Regions from separate parts of the Mus musculus genome. Here regions 2, 3, 4, 5, 6 and 7 are each linked to region 1. The links are chromatin contacts, called in public ChIA-PET, HiChIP or PLAC-seq, capture Hi-C and promoter capture Hi-C maps. All regions are on one chromosome and are shown on one strand. The core of a region is the stretch at or near the end of the contact, and the rest is flanking DNA. Distances in the headings are between cores, read along the strand shown. Region 1 holds the start of Rccd1 (RCC1 domain containing 1). Region 2 holds the start of Pde8a (phosphodiesterase 8A). Region 3 holds the start of Sec11a (SEC11 homolog A, signal peptidase complex subunit). Region 4 holds the start of Kif7 (kinesin family member 7). Region 5 holds the start of Pex11a (peroxisomal biogenesis factor 11 alpha). Region 6 holds the start of Wdr73 (WD repeat domain 73). Region 7 holds the start of Mesp1 (mesoderm posterior 1).

What was found. Promoter capture Hi-C pulls out the DNA fragments that hold promoters and counts their contacts. ChIA-PET counts read pairs in DNA pulled down with a chosen protein or histone mark. HiChIP or PLAC-seq counts read pairs in DNA pulled down with a chosen protein or histone mark. Capture Hi-C pulls out chosen DNA fragments and counts their contacts.
Region 2: a contact with region 1 is called in a promoter capture Hi-C map of liver, with 4 times the contacts expected there. The contact joins the promoter of Pde8a here to the promoter of Rccd1 in region 1. A contact is called at or near these places in 2 of 39 promoter capture datasets (liver and pre-B cells) and 1 of 115 datasets of contacts at active chromatin or transcription factors (embryonic stem cells).
Region 3: a contact with region 1 is called in an RNA polymerase II ChIA-PET map of memory CD8 T cells, with 26 read pairs. The contact joins the promoter of Sec11a here to the promoter of Rccd1 in region 1. A contact is called at or near these places in 6 of 39 promoter capture datasets (cranial neural crest, erythroid cells, fetal liver and 2 more), 1 of 484 Hi-C or Micro-C datasets (CD4 T cells), 2 of 115 datasets of contacts at active chromatin or transcription factors (memory CD8 T cells and thymic regulatory T cells) and 1 of 9 other capture datasets (liver).
Region 4: a contact with region 1 is called in an H3K4me3 HiChIP or PLAC-seq map of embryonic stem cells, with 2.5 times the contacts expected there. The contact joins the promoter of Kif7 here to the promoter of Rccd1 in region 1. A contact is called at or near these places in 1 of 39 promoter capture datasets (neural stem cells), 2 of 115 datasets of contacts at active chromatin or transcription factors (both in embryonic stem cells) and 1 of 9 other capture datasets (embryonic stem cells).
Region 5: a contact with region 1 is called in a promoter capture Hi-C map of embryonic stem cells. The contact joins the promoter of Pex11a here to the promoter of Rccd1 in region 1. A contact is called at or near these places in 3 of 39 promoter capture datasets (cranial neural crest and embryonic stem cells) and 1 of 115 datasets of contacts at active chromatin or transcription factors (astrocytes).
Region 6: a contact with region 1 is called in a promoter capture Hi-C map of neutrophils, with 4 times the contacts expected there. The contact joins the promoter of Wdr73 here to the promoter of Rccd1 in region 1. A contact is called at or near these places in 6 of 39 promoter capture datasets (hippocampal neurons, liver, neutrophils and 2 more), 2 of 115 datasets of contacts at active chromatin or transcription factors (bone marrow-derived macrophages and memory CD8 T cells) and 2 of 9 other capture datasets (adipose tissue and liver).
Region 7: a contact with region 1 is called in a capture Hi-C map of embryonic stem cells, with 2.4 times the contacts expected there. The contact joins the promoter of Mesp1 here to the promoter of Rccd1 in region 1. A contact is called at or near these places in 4 of 39 promoter capture datasets (cranial neural crest, hippocampal neurons, liver and 1 more), 2 of 115 datasets of contacts at active chromatin or transcription factors (bone marrow-derived macrophages and large pre-B cells) and 1 of 9 other capture datasets (embryonic stem cells).

Annotation. Positions count from the first base shown.
Region 1 is chr7:80,323,145-80,325,855 of GRCm38.p6, forward strand. It overlaps Rccd1 (RCC1 domain containing 1), which reads right to left and starts at 1,310. Exons shown (of 9, transcript NM_173445.4): 1 at 606-1,310. Unc45a (unc-45 myosin chaperone A) reads right to left here. Exons shown (of 20, transcript NM_133952.2): 20 at 2,148-2,711. The coding sequence ends at 2,476.
Region 2 is chr7:81,211,929-81,214,639 of GRCm38.p6, forward strand. It overlaps Pde8a (phosphodiesterase 8A), which reads left to right and starts at 1,337. Exons shown (of 22, transcript NM_008803.3): 1 at 1,337-2,160. The coding sequence starts at 1,987.
Region 3 is chr7:80,946,147-80,948,857 of GRCm38.p6, forward strand. Sec11a (SEC11 homolog A, signal peptidase complex subunit) reads right to left here and starts at 1,404. Exons shown (of 6, transcript NM_019951.1): 1 at 1,256-1,404. The coding sequence starts at 1,306.
Region 4 is chr7:79,714,342-79,717,052 of GRCm38.p6, forward strand. Kif7 (kinesin family member 7) reads right to left here and starts at 1,366. Exons shown (of 19, transcript NM_001291222.2): 1 at 1,324-1,366.
Region 5 is chr7:79,741,820-79,744,530 of GRCm38.p6, forward strand. Pex11a (peroxisomal biogenesis factor 11 alpha) reads right to left here and starts at 1,312. Exons shown (of 3, transcript NM_011068.2): 1 at 1,091-1,312. The coding sequence starts at 1,146. Wdr93 (WD repeat domain 93) reads left to right here and starts at 1,330. Exons shown (of 18, transcript NM_001381990.1): 1 at 1,330-1,418.
Region 6 is chr7:80,899,954-80,902,664 of GRCm38.p6, forward strand. It overlaps Wdr73 (WD repeat domain 73), which reads right to left and starts at 1,316. Exons shown (of 8, transcript NM_028026.2): 1 at 1,232-1,316; 2 at 691-758; 3 at 395-483. The coding sequence starts at 1,272. Nmb (neuromedin B) reads right to left here. Exons shown (of 3, transcript NM_026523.4): 3 at 2,274-2,550. The coding sequence ends at 2,515.
Region 7 is chr7:79,792,277-79,794,987 of GRCm38.p6, forward strand. Mesp1 (mesoderm posterior 1) reads right to left here and starts at 1,314. Exons shown (of 2, transcript NM_008588.2): 1 at 589-1,314; 2 at 1-315. The coding sequence starts at 1,251. The coding sequence ends at 247.

The DNA of each region.
Region 1 (2,711 bases), core at 60-2,559:
ATTGGTTTCAAGGGCACAGAACATAACTATATAATCAATCTTAGCATTAGAAAGTTCCTTAGGAACAGCACAAACATGAGAAAGTTTCTTTATAATGGCAGGCTGTCCAGGTAACGGTTACCTAGGCCTTAACCTTCCATCTAGGCCTTAACAGTGGTCTCTTTCTTTGCAACCCAGAACTTATTTCTATTACCACAAGGGAACTGTGAGGCATGTACGTGGGAGATCAGATACAACACTAGGATCTGAGGCCCACAGCTCCAGTCTCTTAGCCTTGAGAACTTTAACCCCGAGTCTCCATTCAAATTGACTCCATTTTTCTCTAGACTCCCAATCACACAGCAAGTGTGGAGCTGAGCCGTGTCCTATGGATTTATAAGCCTCGTCCCAACAAGAAGAATAAACACCTGGGACCTAGGTGGGCGTGCCTGTGCACCTGGATCCTATTGCACAACTTCAGTTTTACAAGGCGAGTGGGGACAGCACTGCTTGTATCTACCTAGCAGAACTGTTTGCAATAAATACAAATCAAAATTTAAGTGTAAACAGTCCTAGCTTAGTTTACACAGTAGAATTTAACGACGAAAATGACCATTGGCTCTTACCGGGTTTCAGAGGCATTTGGACAATTTCCACTGGACCTTACTCGGTCGTTTATTCAAGAAGTCTTTGCTGCGCCTTTCCTTTGACTTAATGTGATGACTATGGGTCCCAGGGAGCTCAGGCTGAAATTGGGAGACAGTCGCGCGGTTCAAAATGCAACGCCACTTCACTCGAATGGATCAGAATTTTACAGACACTCTCGAGCCTCTTAAGTCAGATCTGAGACTACAGCTCCTGGATCCCCAACCAAAGGAATCTTTCATCTTCCCATTAGCCTGTACCCTCAACTCATCAGGAAAGCCCTTTAAGCAGGAAACCTTGAAAGTGAGCAGCGCATAGTAATGTATGGCTCGGGGAACAGATGGCCGGCGGAGTAAAGCACTTTTTAAGGGCCTCCGCGCCAAGCAACGCGGTCATTCGGTGCGCCAGCTTTTCGGAGCCAATCGCAGGCACGAGCGGTGACGTCACCACTGGGGCGCGCCTGACCGGCACACATGCGCCGGGTTACCTGCCACCAGGCAGTAGGCTGAAGTCTCCTGTGCGCGCCAACAGCAGTGGACGCGGTTGGAACCACTGAATGAATGGATACTCTTGACGATCCGAGGGAAACGGCGGGCGAAGACCAAGCCCTGACACCCTCCATTCCCTTTGAACAAGGAAGGAGGTCGTTCACTACTGAACAAGCGCAGGACTGAGGGCCAAACAGGAAGCTGTAGTACTAGTGCCTTCACTGATTGGCCCAGGCTCTGTCACTTACTTGTACTGAGCCAATGAGTGCCAAGCCTGGACTCCAGCCTCTAAGAAACCGGTGTTCCTAGCCATATAGGGAATCTATTTGAGTCCTGTTTCTCCTTCAACCTGGCAGAGTTACAGAAAAATGTATTTTCCCCGAGGGAAGCGCACACTGACCCCAAATTCCAAACACAGACTGGGTAGAGATCACAGAAAACTCACAATATCATGACAAATGTATCCAAGGACCAGCATAAAAAAACGACACTGAAAAAAAAAAAAAAAAAAAAAGCTGGGCAGTGGTGGCGCACGCCTTTAATCCCAGCATTCGGGAGGCACAGGCAGGCGGATTTCTGAGTTCGAGGCCAGCCTGGTCTACAAAGTGAGCTCCAGGACAGCCAGGGCTATACAGAGAAACCCTGTCTCGAAAAAAAACCAAAAAAAAAAAAAAAAAGAAAGAAAGAAAAAGAAAAAACCAACCAAACAAACAAACAAAAAAAAAAAAAAAAAAAAAGACACTGAAATTTGATCAGCTTCCTAAGCTTTAGGCTAACTCACCAGGATTTAGAAAGAAACCAGCGTGGGTGTTGGCACTTGTAATTCCTACAACTCTTAACGGTTGAGAAAGGATTATCAGTTTGAAGCCAGCCTGTCCTACCCATATTAAGGCCTTGTCTACAAAGGTTCTCCATGGGCCCACTGGCTTCCTTCTGTTACAGCAACAGCGCTCTACAGCACACTTTGCTGATGTCCAGCTGTTGCTCCTGAGTGTCCCACCCTCAGCAGCCCCGCCTACAACAACAAACAGATGCTTTAGTTCCACAGAATTTATTAGCGGGGTGAGCCTGCTGGCAGGCTCTGATGATGCTCCCAGCATGTGAGGATGCTGTTGTGTCCTTCCTTCTTGATGCCCATAATCCTCAGGCTTGAATGGGATGTACGTCCCCCAGCCTCAGCTCTCTACAGTACAGACAGGGCCCTCCTGAGTGCTGGCAGGGCAGGGCTGTATGCTGTGTGTCCTGAGAACACCAAAGTGCAACTGTGGCAGCTGTGGAGGCGAGGCAAGTATCGAGCATCCCAGTGCTGACTCAGAGCTGTGAAGGGTGACAGATGCGTGAGCTGTGGGCCCCGGGCCGATCGTCACTCTCCGTCCTGGTTGGGTTGGATGAGTCTATATTCCACTGCTTTCTCCAGGCAGGCTGCGGCAGCCCTGGTGACTGGGCTCTCCTCGCCCTTGGCCAACACTGACAGGATCTCCAGGACCTCACTCTCCATCAGGGTGCCGGCGATCTCCTTCGAAGACTGCATCATGTTCAGCACCACCACGGTGCCCCGGTGCTGCAGCTCCTGGTTGGGGCTGAGGAGCAGGGCCTGCA
Region 2 (2,711 bases), core at 87-2,586, 890 kb after region 1:
TTCACTAGCAAGGTCACTGTGGAGTTGTCAAGGCCAGACTTTTGGTGGGCGGAGAGAAGAGCCTTAGACTTGTACGTGCATCTTGGCTAAAGGCAATTTCTCTAGGGATCCAGCTACCAGCTGAAAAAAAACAAAACAAAACAAAAAAAAACAAAACAAAAAATCTACCCTCTAAGACTGCTAGTTGAAAACACCACAGACTGGGTGGAATAACGGGTGTCAGTACAAAAACTTTTCCTGTTTTTCAAGACACCTTGGAGGAGCCAGTCATATTTTTATAGGACAGCGTGCTTTAACTTGACAAAGGAGCCGCGTGCCAAAGGCCAGAAAAGAGAACCAGTTTCTAAAGCTGCTCCAGCCTTATCCGCTCCGGAAGCCGCCCTGTATCCTCCTTTGGTGGCGAAGATCGATGCTCAAGGACGTTGCAGCTGCCACAGGGACCAAGCACCTGTGTCTGTCACAGCAGGGACTTCAGCCCGGAGCACATCTCCGGGTCTTAACAGTAGCCAGTCCGCGGGCAGGAGTCTCAGCCACTCAGGGTCGCACCCGGGTGCGTGTAGGAAAGGTGTGGACTGAGGAAAGGAAGCTACGTCCCGGTCCCGCCAGGGTCCCGGTGGACCTAGAGAGCAAAGAAGGGCGGGAAGGCCCTCGAAGTGGCTGGCTCTGGGTATCAGATGCACACCCAGGGGCGTCGCCCTCCAGTTTCAGCTACCGAGAGGTTAAGAGACTCATCTGGAGTCACACAGCTAGCTATCTGGTAGCACTTGGGGGGCTGCAGTTCTGATCCCTGCTGGACGGACGCACAACTCTTCATTTGGTTCGGATCCTTGGGACTGTCGAACCTGGAATCGTCCTTTGGTTAAGAGGACCGGCTTTCCCTAACCAACTTCGAAATATTGCAGTCCCACAGGTCTGAGTGCAACCAGAGGCGTGACGTGCCAGGTCTTGGAGCAAGGGCTATCCCTGGTAATAACGCCTGGGACCTGGAGTGTAGTTCCCCATGGACTTCGGAACGCTTCGGACTGAGGTCCTTCCAACTGGTCTCTTAACGGACGATAGCTCCAAATCTCAAACACAGTGACCTGACAGTGAACGAACTCGGTAGCCCCTGAAGCAGAATGGCTCTGTATCCTTCAGCAAGTCCTTTCCTTTCTCCGGACGGGCTGGCTAGGTGCCCCTGCGGTCGCGGCCGCGCATGCTCTTGGACGGGCGGTACAGGGAGCGGGCGGCGGGCGCCCCAGCTGCTTTGCATTGACGCCAGCAGCCGCTGGAGGTCACCGCTGGGGGCTGGGCGCGGCGAGTTGCCCGCAAGACGCGGTCCGGAGCACGGAGCGGGAGTCTCGGATGCTCAACTCCTGGCTCGCGCAGCCGCCTCGGCGCTTCTCGACGGCGCGGCCCGACCGGAGTCGAGGCGCTCGCTCCGTCAGCGAGCGGGTCCCCAGCTCGGAGTGCGGGCGCCGAGGGCTGGGCTCCCCTACGGTAGCCCGACTAGGGGCGCTCACCCAGCCGTCCGCCGGGCCGAGGAGAGGCACCGCCAGGCGAGCGAGCGCCCGTTTCCTCGAGAGTCAGACGAGGCGAGGGCGGCGGTGCAAACGCGGCGCGGGCTCGCGGCTCCCGGTGGCGAGAGCGCAAATCTCCACCCCCGACATTTCCCCGGAAGCGCGGCGGCTGCGGCGCGCGCGGCGATGTGAGGGAGACAGCGGCGGCTCCCGCCTCAGGAAGGGCATGTTCGGAGGGGCGTCCGCGGCGCGCCTCTCGCCCCAGCGCCCCCTCCCCACGGCCGCCGCGCCCGCAGCGCAATAAAAGGGGCGGCCGCGCTTCCTGACGCGAGACCCGCGCTTGCCGCCGCCGCCCACCCGCCTGCCCGCCCGCCCGCTCAGGCCGCGATGACACGGCGCCCGCGGCGGCCCCGAGGCGCCGGGCGGGCCGTTTGCTGACCGGATCGCGGCTGCCCGCCAGCGAGTCCGCGGTGCCGCCGCCGCCAGTATGGGCTGCGCCCCGAGCATCCACACTTCCGAAAACCGAACGTTTAGCCACAGCGACGGCGAGGACGAGGACGTGGACGTGGACGTCCCGGGCCCCGCGCCGAGATCTATTCAGCGATGGTCGACCGCGCCCGGGCTCGTGGAGCCTCAGCCTCGGGATAACGGCGCCTCGAAGGTGAGCCGCACTGGGAGGGCGGGGAAACAAACGCGGGGCACTGGGGGCCCTCTAGGCAGCCGCCCTGGCGTTGACCGACGCCAGCCGCCCGCGTTTGCGGGCTGTCGCGGACCGAGGCTTAACAGGGCTATGACGCGGCGCCGCGGGATCCGCCGTGTCCGTTCCTTCCCGGCCGGGGTCGGACGCGGCGAGTCAGTTTTCTCCCAGCGGGGTGGGTGGGGGACCCGGGATATCCCCGGCACGTTCCTGACATGGTAAACCAGAGTGCACTTTGCTCTGGCATTCCCAGAGTAGAAAGGCAAGGGTTGTCCGCACTGGGAAGGGTCTTAGATGCCACCAGTTCCCCCCCCCCCTCACCCCCTGCCTAGCTTATCCCAACCTCTGTCCTCTCATTGCACAAGCAGTTTCACTTTTCCACTTTTTTGGGGGCCATTGAAATGTAACCTGGAACATAGGTTTGGCTTCACTGCACGCTTTATCTGAAGTTCAGGTTTGTTAGCATACGTGTGGTATTTAAAGCCTGTGTAATTAGAAAATACTACTGGAGACGT
Region 3 (2,711 bases), core at 154-2,653, 620 kb after region 1:
TGACAGATCACTTGCCTAGTGCTAGGAATGATTTTCAGCACATTTGAAAAACAATCAAACAAACTTAAAAAAGAAAATACGGTTATTTACCCTGACTCAAGATGCGAAGGCAGGAGTCCAGCTCAAAGCCAGCTTGGGCTACACGGTGAGTTCCAGGCAACAGGGCAGAGTCATACCAGCCAGTGATGCCATGTTGTGACATATATCTATAAATCTACCTCTCATGAGGCTGAGGCAGGAGGACTACATAGCAAGACTCTGTCTCGAAATAAAGTAATAAAAATAAGGTCTTTCAAAACTAGAAGCGCGGTTCTGGTAGCCTGTGATGAATGCAAGGCCCTGGTATTGATCCCCATCACCGAAATAGGAGTCCATACAGAAGACAGTTAAGTGACAGCTACTCCTTAAAGCTGTTCTGACTGGAATGTCTCACAATTTTGTATGTATGTCTAAGAAGAGACGGACCTACTTTTCTATGTAATAATTATAAACAGGGCAAAACAAAGTCCTGTTCCAAAATAAACCAAATCTTTAAATGAGACAATTCTTAATACCAAAATACGAGGGGGGTAGGGAGGCAGGGAAAAGGTCAATTGCTACCAGAACATTCGGTTCAGGAGACAAAAAGGTGACCGTGTTCTCAGTACCTTCTAACACATGAGCTAGAAGACAGCAAGACTGAAGGATAAAATCTGATTTAAGTTTCAAGATTTCTGTTCCACTGACATCTATCATCAAAGATTCAGTGGACTGTCACCTTTCTGCCAAGGAAACTGGCACACAAGTGGTATAACAGATTCAACTCCGAGCTTAGAGTGACCCTAGTTAAAATGGATGAAGCTCACTGAGGTCTAGCTGGGCTGAAAGGTGGCTACACAATGAAAGCAACACAACGGCTCCTGTGGGACCTGTAATGGCTTTCCCCAGAGCCCCACCAGAAACGGTTAAGTCTGCCGCTTTACAGTGTCCCAAACTCCCACTTACAAAGCGCCCTATAGTTTTCACTTACTCCCCTGCCTCCTCGGGGGGAAGGGATCGCAAAGGTTCTCTCCTTCCCTCTCGGTCCCCCGAATCTGGTGCTATGAATGGGGGCAAAGAGGTCTTGGCTACCTACAGTCTGCAAAGAAAGAAATGATCCATACAGGCAACCGACCCACGCAGGCCCTCAATCCCGCCCAGAGATCCGCGGGGCGCCCCGCAACGGCAAAGAGACCAGAGGAACCCTGGCAGAGAGAGAGAGGGCGGCCCGTCTCACCTGCCTCTTGTTCATCCGCCGCACATCGTCTAGAAAGTCTAGAGACAGCATGGTGAGATGGAGAGCGCGACAACTAGCAGCCAAGAGGGCGCGATAGAACCACCAAGAGGGACCGCTGCAACACGGGCCGGGCTCACCGTGGACAGAACCCCCTGATGCCTGCACTTCCGCTTCCGGGGCGGGAGCAGGCGAAGCTCCTCCCTTCTGAGCAGAGAATGGACAAAGAATGACTTGTGAGCCCCCTAGAACAGCCCAGGGCCTGGCCTTGTCAAAAAAGGACCGTAGCCTTCTCCGGCCGAGAACCGGCTGAAGGCTGCTTTCTGTGCTCAGCCCGCGCGGCGGCTCCCGAAGACAGTGACCCTAGGTTAGCTAAGCCCACAGCGTGCGGAAGGCGGGCCCTTGGACAGGCCTGGCCAATCGGAAGCCGAGTCTGCGCCAGCGCGAAGTCGGTGTCTTCCTGCGTGCTGCTGGGGCACGGGTGTGGCTCGGGACGTGGTGCCTTGCTGTTTGTTCTCAGGTGGAGCACGCTGCGGTTCGCTACCGGAAGCTGTGTGTGTCTTTTAAAGCATTGTATACACACACACACACACACACACACACACACACACACACACACACACACGCCAATTGATCACAAGATGCCTTAGTGTCATGAGGGCACTGGTGGTGCAGGTGGCCAGGAAGACCCGTCTCAGTTTTGACCTTTACCAACAGTGATTTGCTTTGTCTCCTGACACTTGGATGTGAGCCATTTATTTGACCCGCAAATTTTCACAGGGGCGGGGATTAGAAGTGACATCATTGCCATGGGGTTTCTTTTGGTGGGTGATAGATGTACAACTCCATGTATATACTAAAACCATTGAATTGTGCGCCTTAGTGGACTGTATGGTATGTGAATTATAGCACAATAAAGTAGGTGTGAGAATGGAAAGGAAACCGCTGATGTCTTGTTCACTGTTAAATTCCCAGTGGTGGCCGCACAGCTGGCATGTATAAGGCACAAAATCAGTACTTGAATTTAAAGAGAGGAAAGAGAGAAAGACTATCTTCAACTATTAGTAGAAACCTTACATTTACTGAGATGGGATAGGAAATGTTTAGAATTTCCAAGTTAGAAAGTTTTATAAAAGAAAATACATAGAAACCCCCATGGGGTGCCCCATAGGTATCCCAGCTTCCGTGACAGTACCAGATATGTGTATCAGAATGACTTCTTCATTAATAACTGTTGATGTGGTTCTCGATCTAAATTCTGGCTAGTAGAAACCTTCACATAAGCTTGTCAGTGTTAAATTCAACCTAAGTTCAAATTAAGTGGGAATGAGCTTTGACCCTGTATTTTGTGCCTTGAAGAGCCCCAAGAGCAGCTCAAAATCCTGTGGGTCCAAAAAAGGTGAATAAGCTATTTAGTTGGGAAGCTTTAAAAGCATCTCGTACAAGTGGGTGATGGGGG
Region 4 (2,711 bases), core at 116-2,615, 610 kb before region 1:
TTTCTTGACATCCTCCCCTGGCCAAAAAATAAAAAATAAAAAAAGCCCCAGCACTTGATATCTCCGGTTTTTGTGTTCCAGCTGTCCCACTCCCCCTTCTAAGTCTCTACCATTGCTCCTCCCTGAAACTGCTTGACACCTGCCCATCTTCTTCAAAGAAGCCAAAAGATCCTTCAAGACCAAATTCCTATCACTAAACTCTGCCAGTTCTTTTTTTTTTCCATTTTTTATTAGGTATTTAGCTCATTTACATTTCCAATGCTATACCAAAAGTCCCCCATACCCACCCACCCCCAACTCTGCCAGTTCTATCTCCTAAGTATCTCTCAAGATTATCAGCTACACTCCTCATCCTGTTGCCAAAACCAGTCATGCTGCTGACACCCTGAAGGGATAACTTCTGCCTGCTCCCTTTCCGAGTTTCAGTCTCCCCGACCTCTCCAACCGCGCAGTCTAGAGCATCTTTCAAAAACACAGTTGTGACAGTCTCATTTTTACACCCCACTAACAATAAAGGAAGCTTAGAACACACTCCCTACCTTCCCCATCTCCTGAATACCATGCCTTTCCTCTCAGGCCATCAACCTCTGTGTTACCATCTTCATCCACCCACGCTTGGGCTGGGCTCACCTTCCCCACAGGGCCAGGGAAGCTGCTCTGCTCTGTCCCATCACCACTACAGACAGCCCTTTGTGCTGCCCACATCAGACACTGACCACACGGATGCCAGAGCCAGAGTCTCTCTCCCCATGGAAAGCAAGAACCCTCTTTGTCTATTTCGAACTCTATCATCAGCACCCAGCACAGGGTACAATACTATCTAGCAATCCGTGAGGACCCCTCCCGCCCCCAATCTCGCCTTCTCCTTTCTCACCACATTCTTCAACCGCAGTATCCCACGCTACACTTCGTTGTTTTCGTATTTACTGTTTAGCATCTCTGCTTGTATAACCGCTCATTCATTCGGTTCTGGTTAGGTGCTGGAGCCTGGGTACACAGAGGTAACAGTGCCTGGCGGCACTCCAATCCCCAGGTAGACTCTGGAGCTGTGTGTGGTCCCGGCTTCTCCTTCCCCACAATCAAGGCTCCGAGCCTCAAAGGCGCCCTGACAACTCCACCCGCGCGATCGGCCTCTGGGAACAGGCCCTCCCGGAAAGTTTGCAAAAGTGATTACAAACGTGGACCCTCGCAGGCTGCTCCTCCTGGCCCGGCCCGCCCAGTGAGGGAGCTCGCAGTAAGCTGAGGGGCACAGATGGGGGGCTGCTCAGTCGCCTCCCGGGTGAGCCCTGTCTAGCCCTCCATCCCCTCGGGACCCACACCCACCTGCCAGAGTGCGAGCGCAGTCCCGGGACGCGCAGCCAAGCTCGGCGCCCCGACCCGGCGCGCTCCGATGCCGTCATCGGGACCCCCGCCCCCCCAAACATCCCTCCCTTCACCCGCAACCCCGCCTGCCCCGGCGCTCGGGGGCGGAGGCGCAGGCAGGGCGCCTCCAAGTCGGTCCGCAGACGGGGCTGGGCGGGCCCTCCTATGGGGGAGGGGCGGGCCTCTGCCGGGGGGCGGGCCCAGGGAAGCAGCCAGTGGCTTCTCTTCAGGTCTTAGAAAACTGGGAAATCGGCACCAGACATCTGTCTTCTCATAGACCCACTTCTTTCTTTCTGCTCCCAGGGTTAAGCCATAATCCTCATTAAAAACAAAACGTAACAACAACAAAACCACCTTCCCTAGGAAGTTTTAGTTCCTAAAACTATGTCTCATTTTAGGATTTATGAGATTCAATCGCAGTTTAGAGTCACTGTCAAGGGACACTTGTCATCCAGAGAGGCAAAGCTGGCTGTCCATCTCTTTGACTGGAAACACCATGCTTTGTTGAATTTGTAATTCAAATCTAGAATCCAAGCCAGGGTGAGTGGCCCATGCCTATAATCCCAGAACTCTGCAGAATCCTTGAGCAGCAGGGGATCAGCACCATCCTGGCTACAGAGGTGTAGCCTCTGGACAAACACAAAAATAAAAAATCTGGAAAGCAGACTGGGAGAGGCAGAGTGGGGCATTTGCCTAGCATGAGGGAAGTCTTGTTTTTTTATCCCAAGTACCACGAATAACCACCACCATCCCAGAATACATATTTATCACTTAAAACACCACTAAAGAAAAACAAATTTTGATAGATGTATTCAGATGACTGCCTGCTATAGAGGCAGCATAATTAAAGGCTGCAGAAATGTCCAGTTCTCCCAGATCTATATGAGAAAACACTCAGCCCCATACAGTAGAATCACAGCCTGAAGTGAGGCCAATGATGAGGCCATGTGGTGTCTCATTGGTAAGATAAGCAGGGGCCGGGGGTCCCTGATAGGCATATTCTCTCCCTTGGTGACACAGATACAGGCCAGATTAGACCAGATTAAAAGTAGATACAGGCAGGTTTATTAGGAGGCAGATCTCTGGTGGGTTCACCGATCTCACAGGTGGAGGTCAGTGACGTCACACATCCGCTAAAGCAAGGGGCTTTTATAGAGTTTAGGTGAGGAGTGCCAGCAAGGAGCTGGGGTGATGTTCACACATGGTCAAAAACTGAGCCCCTGGGTGGGCACTCTTGGGTGGGTTGCTGGCAACGGGGAGCCCAAGAGTGATAAAGTGATGATGTGTTAGCCAGACATTTTCTCTGGGAGGGCAGAGTTGGAGGAAAGGAGGGCAGATGGGTTTCCCAA
Region 5 (2,711 bases), core at 62-2,561, 580 kb before region 1:
CTAGTTGGTTTGTTTGTTCATGGTTATATAGTTCCTTAGAAAGATTGGGAAATAAAATTTTGCTGAATACATATATCCTAAATTAAAGACAGTGTAGGGTACATTCTGGGACCACTGAAATGATATATGTGTTGACCTCTAATGAACCATGGCTAATCCTCAGCCATTCTGAGACTCTATCAAGTTAAACAGAAAGGCAGCATGGCCTAAGTGAAGAGGTGGGCTGGTGCTGGAGTCAACTATGTGGACCTGCATCTTTTGGCTCGGCCACATTAGTTTTTCCTAGCCTCCTGGTTCAGTTTCCCTATATGTGAAATTAGAATATTAAAGTATCTCAGGGCTGCAATGGAGGCTCTGTACAGTCAAGTCTCACCATTAGGACTTTTCTTACTTGTATGCTTAGTTAATTTTAGAGGTTGACCACTTAAACATCTGGAAAAGAAGTGTTGTTAAATTAAACTCCTATGTTTCACACATACCCCTTTTCCTTTTCTTTTAAATGATCACCGAGGGGCATTCAAATTTCTCTTTTAAAAAAAAATGAAGTAGGATTAGTTTTAAACACGCATTGGTGATTTCGAAAGTACACTATGTACTTGGGAGGTATTGTTCAAACACTTTGTCCGCTGTACAGTTTACAGTTTACAAAGCAGCTTTTTAACAGCTTGATATCTCCAAGGCGCAGACTGGACCAAAATGAAGATAAAGAAGATAAATCTGTCTTTCCGTGAGTTACGACTTCACGAGCGCTCCAAACTACAGGTGTTCTGTTTCCTTAGCTACAAAAGAAGCTCCAAGTTTCTCTGGAAAAGAAATCTCTAGGAAAGATGTCGAGCGGCTGGGAACTTTCCCTCTCCTGGGGAAAGTTAGGAGATCGCACTCATGGGCCGCTGTCACCTCCCGAGACACCGAGGTGGCTGACACGCACAGTCCCTCCGGGTTCACAGGGAGGAGGGGCTCGGCTCGCAACTCCTCAGTGGGAGCTGGCCGCGGCCTCGTGCCTCGATTTACCGGGCTGTGACCTCTTTCTCCGAGAAGAAACCCTGGGTCCTGAAGGGACGGGGGCGGAGGCCGACAGCACCTGACTCACCTGAAAAGTCGGTCCCGGCCCTGGCTTTGGTTGGCGACTCGGATGAAGGCGTCCATGGCTCCCACCCACAGCCACGCGTTGCGCCCGCTCCCTCGTGGGTCCCCTGGGACGTCGCCGGTCCCGGGGGACAGCGGGAACAGATTAGTTGCCAGGTGGGTGGGACTTCGTCTCTCCGCCCACACGGGGGTGGGCACACCTTCGGAAACGCGGCTTTTGGAGTTCCGGTTAGTACCGGAAGTGGTAGTTACTAAGGCGACGCCAAGCCACAAGACTTGTGAGTAGAGCTGAGTTTCACAAGGTCGTGGCCTTCTCCCGTCTTGGTTTCCAGGTAGAGGCACTGAGTGGGTCATTCCCCTGCCTCAGGCGTCCAGGTGTCCCCAGGTACCCATGAACCCCATCAGGAATGCTAAATGGTCTTCTCAGGCTGCAGGCCGCATCCTTTCCCAGTGTCAGGCCTTATGATGCAGGCAACAGAGCTAAGTCAGTTCCTGGGGTGTGTTTCTAGCAGAAGAGTGGGAGTAAAGTGGGAGAATTTTCTATTAGGATTATTGAAAAACCAAATGATTCCTGAGGAAATCCTACAAGCTCCACACCAGCAAAGCACAGGCAAGGGAGATCAGTGACATTGCACCGCTGATCGTTGGTTCTGTGGCGTTTGAAGATGGAGCCCCACTTAGTAATTTTCTTCTTTTCACCGCTTCTCCCTCCTTCCTCGCCTCATTACCTCTCCCCTGTCTTTCTGTTTACCCTACCCCTTTATGATATTATTCCAGCAATGACTCTGATGGCTTGGGTGGGAATATCCTGCTGAAACACAGCCTCAGTCTCGTCACCCAACCTTCTTAGGGGATGCCCCAGAGGTGCTTTTCTAAGGATGGGGTAACATGTGAGTTCCTAGGCTTCTCTGAAAGCTTGTGGGCCAGGACCCCTCAGTGACGCCTCTCTAGCCAGCTGAGCTACGCTCACTGATCCCTGCAGGGACCTGGGCCACATTAACTGTACAATAATGCACAATACATGGTCCTCCCTCAGCTGGCAGGCTTTCCTAATGCTCTAACTTGTTACTGCGGACAGCAAGGCTCCCTATTGTGGGCTAGTAAAAAAAAAAAAAAAAAAAAAAAAAAAAAAAAAGAAATAGTTGCAGATTGAAACTGGAGGGCGATTTTACTGCCAGCTTGAAAGAAAAAAAAAAAGACAACAGGGCAAACTGTGAATCTCAGTAGCTTCCAAGAATAGAGAGATGAAGAAGAGGAGGAAAAGAGAAAGCCGTGCTTTTTACAATGGAGGTTCCCAAGCAGCAGCTTGGTGAAAGGGTGGGAGCAGCGTGCGGACAGCATGTGAGAAAACCCAGAGTCTCTGGTGGAAGCTCTGCAAGCTGCTCCTTGAAAGGAAATTTATAAGCTTGCTCGGTGTGTCTGTGAAATCGGGTCGCCTACTTTTCTCTATTCCCTGCTTCGGGCCTGCCCCTAACACTTGCAGGCCCGAAGTAAAGTACACACCAGACCTATAGACTCTATGTTTAACTATTTGAAAATTGTATAACAAGTAACAAACTGTGAAATATGTTCTAGTTCCTTGATTGACACACATTCTCACAGTAACAGAAAGCCAGGCTGACTTT
Region 6 (2,711 bases), core at 66-2,565, 580 kb after region 1:
ATCTCTCCAGCCCACGTCTATTTCTGATAAAGTAAGACTGCTCTTTGCCTGTAGCAGCTCTCCTGCGACCACCTGCTTGTCCTTGGCATTCATCCCCATGCACAGGGGCCTTGTTCTAGACTTTGGTTTTGTTTTTCTTTTTTTTTGAGACAGGGTTTCTCTGTGTAACCTTGGATGTCCTGGAACTCGTTCTGTAGACCAAGCTGGCCCCAAACTCACAGAGATTCACCTGCCTCTGCCTCCCAAGTGCCTGGATTAAAGGTTTGCACACGCCGCCGCCCGCCCCCCCCCCCTCCTTCTGTGGCAGCCCCAGGTACTTGTCAGGCAGAGTAACAGGCACTCCAGAAATGCATAATAAATTGACACAGATAATCAGCTTCTCTATTTAAGTTACCTGGTTTTCCTGTACAGAGAGCCTGAGAGGTAGTATCAAATGAAGAATCTCATTTTTTTTCAAACTTTCATAACCAGCAACAAAGACTCCTGAAATAAAACAGTAACTATGACAAAGAGTTAGAAATATCGTGGATCGTGGCTGGATTTATAAATTCTCCCAATACCTTCCCCATTCTCTGAGTAGCCTTGTGTCAGGGGATGGAAGTTGAATGGGTCTCCCTAGCGGCTCAGACTTTAAAATTCAGCCCATGAGGCAGAAACGCATCTCGTTTAGTAGCAGGCAAGATATATTACCTTTTTCACCAATCCACTCAAGGACTCGAGTGGCTCCTGAGAGGTCAAATGCATGGAAGTCTTGGTACCTGCAGGATAGGGTTACAAAAATCACGCGACGCACAGCTAACCAAGAACTGGGAGATCGCTGAAGGACTGGTGGAACCAGGCTCTGGAGTTAGGTAAACATGGGGCTGAATCTTTTCTTCTGCATTTTCCTCCCTGGTGTATGAGACCGGGCTGGCCATAAGGAACCAAGCCTTGGTTCCTCACCTGCGGAACTCCCATAAAGTTGATTTCCCCAAGTTGAGGTGAACAATCAGGAGAAACCTGTGTTCAAGTTAACCTAGAATCCGGCCCAGGGTAACCGGCCATGTGTGCCTTATCAGCCCTCACATGCGCGGATCTGGTCACATTACTTGCTTACAAAGGACCCAGAGTCCCAGAGCTAGAGGCCGGGGGTCAGGACCTCCATCGGTCCGTGCCTGGGCACTGCCCACGAGCCCACAACCGCACGCGCCCTCTCCCATTGCCCATCAGACCCGCCCACGGGCCAATTTACAATCGCAAAGACTCCACGAGCCAGTCCTCAGCGAGCTCCATAGCAACTGTGGCTTCCGTCGCTCCACTTCCGCCAGCCAGACTTCCTGGGCAGGCGCGCGCTCTCGCGAGGAGAGGGCGTGGTCTTCCGCTGGCTGGGGCGGAAGCGCTCAGCGCTGCGCGAAGCCCTGTTGATGTTTCTTCTGTTCTGTGTGCAGAGTCCGGGTGAAAACGACGCAAAAAAACCAGATCCATCGATGTCAGCTACAAGCAGGATCGGAGACATCAAATATACCCCTAATGTATATTTAGGATCAAGAATGTGCAGCCAAAGAGCTGTCAGTGTCCCAAAGCAGGTACAATACAGACTTAATTGGCACTTCAAGTGAACAGTTAATTTAAGTTTGCGTGTATTGTCCGTAAAGGATACTTAAGGACTTTTTTATTTTTTAAAATGAAAGGAATCTTGTTTAACTGGGGATGTAGCTCAGCTGCTAGAGTGCTTGCCCGGCATGCACGGAGTTAGCTTTTCAGTACCCCGTAAAAATAGACAAAAAACCCAGCGCGGTGGCGCATGACTGATCAGAAGTTTTAGGTCATCATCTGCTGCATAGAGAGTTCGAGGCCAGTCTACTGTTACACAGGACACGATCAACAAAGTATCTGACATTCCAACTTAATTTTTATTCGATAACTTTGGCAACATGTATGGAGGACCCTACATTCGGAGAAGAAAAAGAACACAGCAGGGCTGGATTCTAGTGTGGCTCTCTCCCGTATGCACCAGGTAGTGCACTAAAGTTTGCCATGGGGATCAAAGGTGGGGCGAGTGCAGCATAGTGTAGGTAGCCCCCCACTGCAGGGGAAGAAGCTTTTGGTAGCAGAACTCACTCGTGGCTGGATCAGTGCAGCCAACACAACACCTGACTGCTGAGAGCTGGCTGGCTGGTGCCATGGTGGGGGGTGATGGGGCTTTTCTAAGACCACCCTAGCTCTCTGAACATGCCACCCTCCAGAACCCTTCCCTCTTTCCTCAAATGTGGGTGGAAGGAGAGGCCCAGACATTCTGTGTAAAGAGCAGTATTTTTATTCACCACTTCACCAGGGAAGCAAGAAATACAGCAGGAAAGACTTTGTGTCTGCATCATTAACATTCCTGGTGACCCAACCAGAAATCACAGTAACAGATTAACACATTTGAGCTTAGGATTTACATCCAGAGGAGGCCACTGCTAGGGTTCCATTGTCAGCTTCCCTGGATGGACACATTCTAAGCCCAGCATCCGGTTTGTTCCATTATTGGCATCACTTCTGCAGTAGTGGCTCCAGCAGCCTCCTGTACTGAAGGCAAGAAGGGAAGACTTGACTCTGGAGTCCACAAATCAGGGAAATGCTGAGTGTACCCAGGAGGGCAGCTGCAGGCTCTCAGCTGAGCCTCTCAGTGAGAACCTTTCTCCCTGGAAGACCTGAGGAGTCAGGGGGATTGGTTTTCCCAGAATATA
Region 7 (2,711 bases), core at 64-2,563, 530 kb before region 1:
AATACACACCAGGCAAAGCTTGTGCCTGCTTCATCTTTAGAGCGTGTACCCTATTGGGCGCCTCCTTCCAAGGAGGGTTGGAATGGTACAGTCTGGATGAGGGCCAGCTCCCACCCCGGGATGCCCATGTTGGTATCACTGCCGCCTCTTCCAGGATCTACTCCCTCCGAAGGTGCCAAGACCAAAGGAAAAGTGTCTGTGCTCAGACAGGGTGACAATCATCCGTTGCATTGTCCCCTCCACTCTTCAGGCAGGCGGCCACTCCTGCGGCGGCGTCCAGGTTTCTAGAAGAGCCAGCATGTCGCTGCTGAAGAGCTGCAGGAAGAGTGAACAGCGCCACAATCAACACCTGCCCCAGGGTCAGGTCCGCGCTCATCCGCTCCACGCTCAAGGTTAAGCGAGCAAGCAAAGCGTCCTTAATCCCTGCCTGTCCAACTCCCACCCTGTTCGGACACCCAGGGCACACGGGGATGCGCCCAAGGGAGATCCTGAGTGCAGCAGAGAGGCTGGTCCGCGACGTGGGGCTGTGCGTCGCGCACCAACAGTAGGGGGCGCCACCTCGACAGTGTGGGGGAAGGGGTTACTAACCGGAGATGAGGGACTGGGCTCCATTTCCTGCCTTTCCTGGGATGCTGTTTCTGCGTACAGGAACGATGGGTCCCACGATTCTGCGGCGACTCGGGGTCTAGGGTAGGCAGGCGGGGATCCCCACGACACCCCGCTGCAGACGGCCGGGCTTAAACGGGGACCGAGCGACTGCGACTGCGCCAGGTCGCTGTCGGGGCACAGCGGGCAGCCTCGAGGTGACACCGCGTGCCGCTGTCGCCGGAGGTTGTCCTCGCTGAGTCCCAGCACAGCCGACAGGTGGCCAATGTAGCGGATGGCCAGGCGCAGCGTCTCGATCTTGGTCAGGTTCTGGCCGGTTGGTGCCACGGATGGCGGCAAGAAGCGGCGCAGCTCGTGCAGCGCGCGGGCGAGTGTGCGCATACGTAGCTTCTCCCGCTCGCTGGCGCTCTGCCGCTGTCCGCTACCCAGGCGGCTACCGTGCGTCCCGCGCCTACCCGGGGTCCCAGCACGCCGGGCCGGGCGGGCGCAGGGTGGTGCAGGGCTGCTGGCCTGGGCACCGTCCCACGGGTCCGAGGACCAGGCTGGGGAGCAGACGCTGTTCCCATCGGAAGGCATCGGTGGCTGCCGACCAGCGGGACTCAGGATCCAGGACTCGGAGCGCGGCTCGCACAGGGGCTGGGCCATGGCAGCGGAGGCCTGACCATTGGGTCCGCTGTAGCTTTATCCTGAGCCCTAGGTGTGAAGCGGGCCCCTTCCAGAATTCATCAGCATATCAAAGCCGGCTCGAGCCAGGAGGGGGGCAGGGCCTGAACCCTTTGAACCATAGCAGGGGCTCTGAGGTGCAGGACCCCTTAGTCCAGTCTGCTCCACCTGGACCATATTTGGGGCCTCAGTAAGTCAGGCACCTATGGCCAGGACTGCCAGTTGAAAGAACCATGCTCAGAGAACTGAAGTCTAGCTCCTAGGCTTAGGGTACACCTTCATTTATTAGGGACCCTACGCCATTTTTTTCCATCACTTTAATTTACAAATTGTATAACAAGAGACTTCGGGATTGCATTGGCCAACTGTGGACTAGGGACCTCTAGACACGGAGAGAACTCTAGTTCAGTCCTTCCCAGAGGCTTGGATGTGGCCTGTAGTCCTCCCTGATGTCCAGGCTATGGGAGGCACATTGAAGAAACCATCCCGACCGACCTGTGAGGTTGCTGGGGTGTCCGGGCAGGGGGAGAGGTGAGCCTGCCTCCCCACACTACAAGTCACTTCTAGTCTTGGCAAGATGGGGAGCTTGGTCCCCTTCCCAGCCCTCCCATGACTGGAGCTCTGCTGCTTTGGTCAGCTACAGTGAGTAAAAAGTCCTTTGACAAAACTCAACTCCTTGAGCTGGTGGCACACTTGGGAGGTGAAGGCAGGAGGGTCAGGAGTTCAAGGCCAGGCCTAGCTGTATATGGCCCAGGTTAACATGGGCTACATAAGATCCTGTGTTGGAAAAAACAAAACAAAACAAAACAAAACCCAAAAACCCTGAAAAGCAGAAACCTTCATCTGTCCCAATGGCAGTTTTATAATCTATTTCATAGGATGCTACCTGTTAGGTTCATAGGCTGCCTTTTATTTTTTAAAGATGTGTGTGTGTGTGTGTGTGTGTGTGTGTGTGTGTGTGTGTGTGTGCTGGTGCCCCCACACAGGCCAGAGGTGTCACGTTCCTTAGGATCGGGCCTTGCAGGCAATTGTAAGCTGCCTGAGGTGGCTTCTGGGAACAGAACCTTGGGTTCTTCAAGAGCAACATGTGCTCTTCTTAACTGCTGAGCCGTCTCTCCAGTGTTCTTCCTCCCACATCTTGAAACATGGTCTCATGTAGCCCAGGCTAGCCTCAAACTTACTCTAACCCAGCTGGCCTTTAGCTCCTGATCCTGCTGCCTCAGCTTACTGCAGTTGTGAGCCTGGCTGTTGAGGATGCCTGCTCTTACCATACCTGTTCAGTGTTGTACTGAATGAAGGGACTAGGTTGGAAAAATAAAGAGAAATAAATACAAATTGAGAGATTAAAGCAAACCTGTCCCCACTTATATGTGACATGCTTATTAATAAAGTCTCCAGAAGTTGGGCATACACGCACATGCCTGTAATTCCAACATTTGGAA